Regions from separate parts of the Oryctolagus cuniculus genome. Here region 2 is linked to region 1. The links are chromatin contacts, called in public Micro-C maps. All regions are on one chromosome and are shown on one strand. Each heading gives the region's core, a stretch centred on a gene start, on an enhancer-like site or on the middle of the called end of the contact. The rest is flanking DNA. Distances are from core to core; before and after follow the strand shown.

Evidence for each region. A called contact is a pair of places that touch in the nucleus more often than the background predicts.
Region 2: a Micro-C map of ear pinna shows a contact between it and region 1, with 2.5 times the contacts expected there. The contact joins the enhancer-like site here to the promoter of LOC100340719 in region 1. A contact is called at or near these places in 3 of 6 Hi-C or Micro-C datasets (ear pinna, psoas muscle and an unstated tissue).

What each region holds. Positions count from the first base shown.
Region 1 is chr1:152,216,260-152,219,959 of mOryCun1.1, reverse strand. LOC100340719 (guanine nucleotide-binding protein G(q) subunit alpha) reads right to left here and starts at 1,722. Exons shown (of 7, transcript XM_051858885.2): 1 at 1,396-1,722. The coding sequence starts at 1,531. It overlaps LOC103348424, which reads left to right and starts at 2,506. Exons shown (of 2, transcript XM_051858926.2): 1 at 2,506-2,865; 2 at 3,131-3,283. The coding sequence starts at 2,645. The coding sequence ends at 3,236.
Region 2 is chr1:152,401,215-152,404,914 of mOryCun1.1, reverse strand. The region is part of intron 2 of LOC100340719 (guanine nucleotide-binding protein G(q) subunit alpha); the gene reads right to left. Among named protein-coding and RNA genes, the nearest start is that of GNA14, 200 kb to the left of the region's middle. Within about 2 kb of position 1,879, at least 2 of the 8 cell types and tissues checked have an H3K27ac peak or open chromatin away from gene starts, as enhancers often do. A contact at or near this core is called in ear pinna, where this site is marked.

The DNA.
Region 1 (3,700 bases), core at 473-2,972:
GGGTGGCCCTGTTATTTTGTTCCTGTTTGCAAAGGATCCAGTGCACGAGCAGTTGAGTCCCCAAAGACAGTTGGTTCTCCAGCAGATGGAATGCTCAAGATAAGAGAGGGAATACAGGCTTCTGCCACCCGAACTGCCCAGACCACACTCTCTCCTGTCGGAGACGCGCATTTATTATGCACACACAAACACGCAGAACACAAGTGCAGACGTCCTCCAGGCCTCTGCCGACCACAATAGCTCCGGGTGCCCTCACGCTGGCTTGTCTGTGAACCCTGGTGGCCTGATTCCGAGCATTCTCTCGGAGGTAATCATCCATAGACGCCTATTCGAGAGACGGCATTCTCTTGCTAACTTCGCGTGAAAGCAGAACGCGGGGCTGTTGATTCAGAGACCAGAGGGAAATTTTCCTTTGCAGCCCTGATGCCCAAGACACTACAATGCTGTCCGTTTCAAACAAAAGGTTTCTCTCTTTCCCCCGGAGAGGGACGGAAAGGCTGCGGTACTGTTGTGAATTCAGGCCTAGATCTGGGATGCCTCATTAGACAAAAGATACCCGTCGCTGTCAACAACCACGCCAGCCACGCTCCCCTCGCCCCGGTCCTAATCCGGAAGGAATGGTGCAGCCGAGAAGCACGCCTGCCACCATCCACTGGCCAAGAAACTCTGCTGGGCCCCTCCTGTGGGTGGCCTGGTGGCTGCAGAAGAACACTCGGGTGACACACGGGGGCTTGCCCGCCCTCCCCGCCCCCACCCCACGAACCCCTGGCTGGGGAGGGTCGACCCCTGCTGGGCTTCTAGTTTTCACCCCTGGGGATCCCACTCGCCAGTCTGCCCACCGGTGGCTCCCCCACTTCTCCTGGACCCCAGAACGCACCGATAATGGATGCACAACGGCCACCTCACGGCGCGCCATCTCCCCCCCGCCCGCCCGCGCCCTGTGCCCCGGCTCGGCTCGCCACCCTCCGGGCGACATACACACACACACACACACACACACACACAGCTCCACCACCCCTGGGGGCGCGGCGGCCCCGGCGCTGCAAGTTCAAGCCCTCAGCCCACCTTCCCAGCCCCGCGCCCCTAGCCAGATCTGATCTGCCATTGAGCAGAGACACCGCAGAGAACGCAAGCCCCCCCCACAACAAGGGACACACAAGACAGCACGCGCCGAGGCACCCAACAAGGCAGCCCCGAACCCTCCGCGCGCACGGGCGTGTGTGTGCGCGCGCGCGCGTACCCGCGCGGGTGCGGGTGGAGGCCGGGGGCGCGCCCGGGGAGGGTAGGGGCGAGCCCGGGGGCTGGGGGCGGCTGCCCGGAGGGGCCGGAGGCGGGGGCTGGGGGCGCGCAGAGGCCCGGGGGAGGGCCCGCACGGCCGGCCCGGGCCGTACTCACCCAGTAGCAGCAGTTTGAGCTCCCGGCGGGCGTCCCGCTTGTCCCTGCGGAGCTGCCGCTCGATCTCGTCGTTGATCCGCCGGGCTTCCTTGGCCTCCTCGCTCAGGCAGCACGCCATGATGGACTCCAGAGTCATTCTTCCAAAGTGCCTCCGCTGCAGCCCCGCCGGCACCCCCTGCTCACACGCGCGCACACACACACCCTCCCGCCCTCGCTCCCCCGAGGCAGCGGTGGCCGCTGAGCCCCCGCCGCCTGGGCGCGCGTCCGGGATGAGATCGCGGAACCGCCGCGGGGGCGACGGCCAGGGCCGGGGCCACCAGGTGGGCCGGGGTCTAGGCGGGCGCAGGAGGCCTTCGCCGCCCGGCGGAGCGAGGCGGGCGCGGGAGGCGGCCGCGGGCGCTGGCTCGGGGGGCGCGCAAGGGAAGGCCGCCGCGCCCGGCCTCGCTCAGACGCCCGCGCCTCCTTCCCCGGGAACGGGCAGCCCGCCTCGCCCCCCGCGCCGCCGCCGAGGCTCCCCTACGGTTTGCGCCCGGCGGCGAGAGCACATCCACCGGGGCGCCCCCCTAGCGAGCGGCCGCCGACCGCTCCCCGCACCCGGCGCGCCCGCTCCTCGCCGCCGCCTGACACGGCTCCCGGGCGCCCGCGGCCCTGCCCGCGCCCACCGCCCGGCTAAGCGCGCAAACCCCGCTCGCCGGCCCGGCCCGCCGCGCGCTCCTCCGCCTCCGCCTCCGCCTCCGCCTCCGCCAAACGCCCACCCCCGGCCCCGATTGCCAGGCGCGGAGCGGCTGCTCAGTGATCGCCCTCCCCCTCGCCACACACACACATTTTCTTCTTTCTCTGAACTGGAGCACAGATCCGGGAGGGAGGCGGCGGCGGCGGCGGCAGCGGCGGCGGCGGGAGGAGGCGGAGGAGGAGGAGGGGCAGGAGGCGGAGGCGGAGGGACGGGCGCGGGAGGCGGAGCCGCCCGGCCCCTCTTGGAAGGCTCTCCCTGGGCTCGCAGCCGCGCGCCGCGCCGCCCAGTGCGGCTCTCGCCTCGCTCGCGCAGCTCCCTGACTGGGCCGGCCCCCTCAGGCTCCGCGGGCGCCGCCCTCTCCCGCGCCCTCCGTGGAGGCCGGCGGGCTCCGGCGGACGCAGCCGCCCTCGGCTAGGGGCAGGGCCCGCTGACAGCCGCTCGGGTTGAGCGGGCGGCTGCGACCGCGGGCCGGAACCCCGGCAACCTGCGGCCGCCCGGGCGTGGTGGAGCGGGAATATGGCGGCCTCCGCCTGCCTCTCAGCCCACCAGCCCCGGAGCGCCGCCTCGGCCCCGCCTGGAAGCCGCGGGAGTCGGCCCCGAGCCCATGCACCGGCTGGCGCCGGAGACCCCCTGCCCGGCTCCCCGCTGGCAGCGCCGGAGACCCCCTGCCCGGCTCCGCGAGGCCGCTGTGCGGTGGCCTCTGTCTTTTCCCGAGGTTATTCCTCAAACGCCATTCGGTTAGAAGCTGCCTCTCGTCACTACTGACCCCAGTTGAATCTTAGAAAATACGATTCTCTCCGGGTGGGCTGTGGCCGGAGAGGAGTGGTCACTGCCTCCCCGAGGGGTAGGGGGCGAGGACCCTGCAATTCACTTGAGATAGAAATCTGAGCAGAAAAATGAAGCTGCCCAAGTTGCCGGGAGCTTCCTGGCAGGCTCCAACTTTTCATGCTGTTGAGGTGATTTTGGTTTTGGTTTTCTGTTGTTCTTGTTTCCGTTTTACAGATGCTCCTCGTTTTTGAAAAGGCACGCGATGTTTTCACAGCCAAGTCACCGAATGTACCCTGCTCCACCGAGATGGAACTTATGGGTGGCTTCTGGGAGCATGTAAATCCGTGCGGGATGAAAGAAAAGAATAAAAAATTTTAAATGGGAAAATCAAGATTTGTTTCTAGGTTTTTTTTTTTCTTATTTTTCCTTTTCCACTTCCGGTTAAGTTTATGTAAAAGTGTTGCGTATGTGTTTCGTGGTGATCTTCCCGATAAGTAACAACAAGAAGTTTGCTCCTTCAGGCTTGATTTGGCCTGAAAGCTGCAAAAAGCCAAGCTCTTCCGCCTCCAGCCTTGATGGAAACCGAGGTCTTCAGGGTAAATGGTGTTTTCTGAAGAGAATCGCTGTTCCACGTTTGCTGGGAGATGCTCCTGGTGCCACGGCTGTGCTACTGCTGCAGGCCAGGAATGCACCCTGGGTTCATGGACACCAGGTGTGCGACTTCCTTCCTTCATTTATCATTTCCTCCAGCCCTTCACACACACTCCAAGCCAGCACTTAGATTAAGCAAGCCATCAAAACATA
Region 2 (3,700 bases), core at 630-3,129, 180 kb before region 1:
CATTATCTCTTGTCATAGATGAGGAAGCTAGGCTTGCGGGAACATGGCCAACGTGGAATTCAGACAGGATGCGATTTTGGCCAGTGTAACCCTTGGCCTTGCCACTGCTGACAATGACCTACCCTGTCCTGAAACGAACACTGGACTGCTTCGACCTTCCTGGAACTGCGGCCTCTGGGACACCACCAACACCAGGCTAGCGATTTAGAAGGTTTTTCCCTTACTAGGATAATCTTTCCCTGAACAAACCCATCCCAAAAGACAGACCGCCAGGCGTTTGCTCAGCCTGCAAGGCAGTGGTCAGTTATGTCTAGAAACATCCCTTATTTGTTCACAAAAGTTCTGCAAATATTTTGGCAAATAAATTCAGAAAGCCGGAAACGCTAATTATTAGGCAAAGACAAACCCACAGTAATAACATAAACAACAAAGTGCCTTTTCAGCGCTGCTATTCAATGTGCCTTCCTGTTGCCAGTGCCACGAAAAACACGATGGGAATGGCCCGGAGGAGATGGAAGAGGAAATGACTCCTTTAAAGACCACGTCCTGTGGGCAGAGTGTGGCCATCTGATTTGCTACAGCAGATATCAAAAAGGAAGGGTGGGTAGTACAATTTGCAGGGAGAGAAAAATGGTTTAAAAGTTGGAGTTCCTTAAGAATACCGTTAAGGTGGGGCACTCACAATTAAGTTATTTAATGAGCTTTCTTTTTAAGCTTGGGAATGGAAGAGGGCCAAGATAAAAGAAGGATTTTGCCCAACTGGTTACATGAACTTATCCATGGTCAAAACAAATGCCCACCTCAGTCCTCCACACGTGGTGTGTGGTCTGTGCCTTGTGCAAAGGTACACACAGTGGTGGTCAGCCTGGGGCTGAGGACCCAGTCTGCATTCAGCTCACGAAGCTCGGCCTTACTTCATGAGCAAGAAGCGCCTATTTTGCAATTTCCCTGCGTGGGGACTGAGGATATCCTTCTCCATTTGTACACAGCACACTTAGGCGCTAGTAACAGCCCTAAGCGTGAGCAGAGGTTTATCCATTTCAGCTTGTGCCCCTTCAAGCCTGTAGCTTTTCTGTTGTTGTTGTTATTTTGTTTTGTTTTTGTTTTTAAGAGTTTTTAGGTGATGATGTTATGTTGGCAACCCTAGCTTTGAGAAGCAGTTATGTAGGACCTTCAACAAAGGACCTAAGGGATCTGCTGCTTCACTTTCTCCACCTGGAACAATGACAAGAGCCCCACCTGCCTCTGTCTCCCAGGGTCATTTTCATCACAGTTCTCTCTCCACATATGGCCACGCCCTCCAAGGAGCTTTCAGGGTCACAGACGACACATTCTTCCTCCTCGCTGAGGTGGAAAGTAAAGACTAAAGATGACAATGTTGTTGACGTGTTAAGTGGCAAAGAACTTACAAGCCCGTTTTGAACAGGGCAACTTCCGCTTCCCGGGCAAATCGTACACTTCCCTGTGCCCGAATGCACACCAGGGTTTCAGGTCTTCATGCCACCTCACTCCAGTTTTATGCTCCCACTTTCTCTACAAGCAACTCCACGGCTGGCATCTCTGAGGCAGCATGGCAAGCCCCAAATTGGCTTGTCTCCTCCACCAGACGGCTGGGATACAGACTCCCAGCCAACTGCAGAAAAGCTGGCAGCTCGCTACCTCTTCCAGCATCGGCTTGGCCAGGGCGGTGCTGGAACAATTGGTCTCACTGCCTTCTGAGATGACAATTAATTAGTGTGGTGGGAACAAGAAGCAGTCTATCCAGGGAAGTGAGCCTCTGCCCTCCTGAGGGCTGTGGCATTGGCCTCTCCCCAGGGCCAATGTCTACATCGTTTGCTGTACTGTGGATGGCTCCTGGCCTCCCTTGAGGCAATCTGGAGGGGACTGGCGATGGAAGACCTTCCAAGGAATTCTTGCTTGGTGGGAAAGAGAAGGAATAGAACACCAGCAATATTTAAAAATCCAACTCAAAACTAGAGAGAAATATTCAGCAGTGAAATCCAATGATGTGTTGGAGAAGATGGCATTCTAGACATCACAAAGCAAAAAAGGACAAACGTTTCATTGAGCAGTGTCTCAGAGCACGGCAAGAGGAATCCGTGGTGACAGGAATCCAGCCCCATTGAGGAAAATTCGAGCTCAGTGACAACATCCTCAGCATGCTTTATTAGGCACGAGTACCAAGTGCATTGCTCAACACGCTGTGAATGAGAACGCATGAGTCACAGGACAGCACCCCAGCTCCAGCCGACAGCAAAGGACATCACTTATTTAACTGCAGAAGAGGATGACTGATACTCCCAAGGGTTTTCCAGAAAGGAACAGAAATAAAATCTCACTGCCAGAATGGGTGAATTAAAACATGACTCTCAAAACGAGCATCCTAAAACTATTTTAGAATTAGGAATACAAGTAGTACCAAAGACTTGATTTACTTCTCAGGATTTAAGTGCATAAACCCCAACAAAGTCTTGAGATAGGGGTCAGGTTGGGAGAATTCAACCAGCAGCCATGAGGAGTCGACAAATAAAACGTGATTCCACCGTGACCCCAGTGATCCCTTTCTGGCTGGTGCTTTCTGAGTGCTCTCCCAGCCAAACTGAACAAAATCATCCCTATGGGCTCTGCAACCTGCTCCCTGCCCCTCAGCTCCCACACTTTTGAGCTTGCTTCTAGCTCCACAGCAGTTCCACAGGGCAAGCGCTGCCCCAAGATGATCAAATCCAACAGATCATCTTCAGTTCTTCTTCACTCGCTTTCTTTACAGTCATTGGTAACAGTGACCACTCTGCCTGCCGGTGGCTTTCTGACACCACTTTTTCCTTGTGCTATGAAACCAACAGAACTCCACCCTTCCAGCCAGGCTCTTCACCTGAGTTCCAGGGCAGAAATGAAAAACGCCTGCCGCACACTGCACCTCCTATCCCATGTAGGGGCCTTCTAGCCCAACATGCCCCCCAGCTGCCTCCACTTCCCCGAAAGCCGCTCTTCCTCCTATTTTAGCCAGTCAGTGGTGAATCATCAAATCACTTGGGCCAGAAACACTGGACAATCCTGGCTCCTCCTGGCCTCCGGCACCCACCTCTAATTAGTCACTGCGTGCCGTGTGAATGCCCTCTTTCCTGTCTCCTCTTCCCCTGCCTCAGTTCTGGACCTCTTCTCTTTCCTGTCTCCTCTTCCCCTGCCTCAGTTCTGGACCTCTTCTCTCCCACTGAGAGCACAGCAACAGCTTCCACGTTTACGTCCTGCACCTGGGAAGAGGTCTGCTCAGTCCACTCTCCACACTGCCCTGAGGTGGTCTCTCATGAACGCAAGCACCAACACATCCCTTGCTTAGAACCCTCCATGGCTCCCCAAATCCATAGGATGAAGTGTTTCTGATCTGTGGAATGTCCTAGTCTCACCTCCCATGCTCTGCTTTAATTTTACTTGACTTTGAGAACCAAAGGGAGGTCCTGTTCAGAACCCCAAGCAATCCCTGAGGCTCTTCGCCCTGCTTGCCCTTTATCCACACATAAAAACTGCTACTTGTCCATCCCCAGGCAACTCAAACGCCTCCTTTTCTCAGAAGCTTTCCCTGACTGTCCCCATGCCAGTTCCCAGACAGGTTACTCGTGGCTCCTCACTCCCACAGCGCTGCACTCATCTCTAGCCCCAGGTCCACCTCCCAGGAGTTCTATGGAACAAGCCCTCTTTGCGG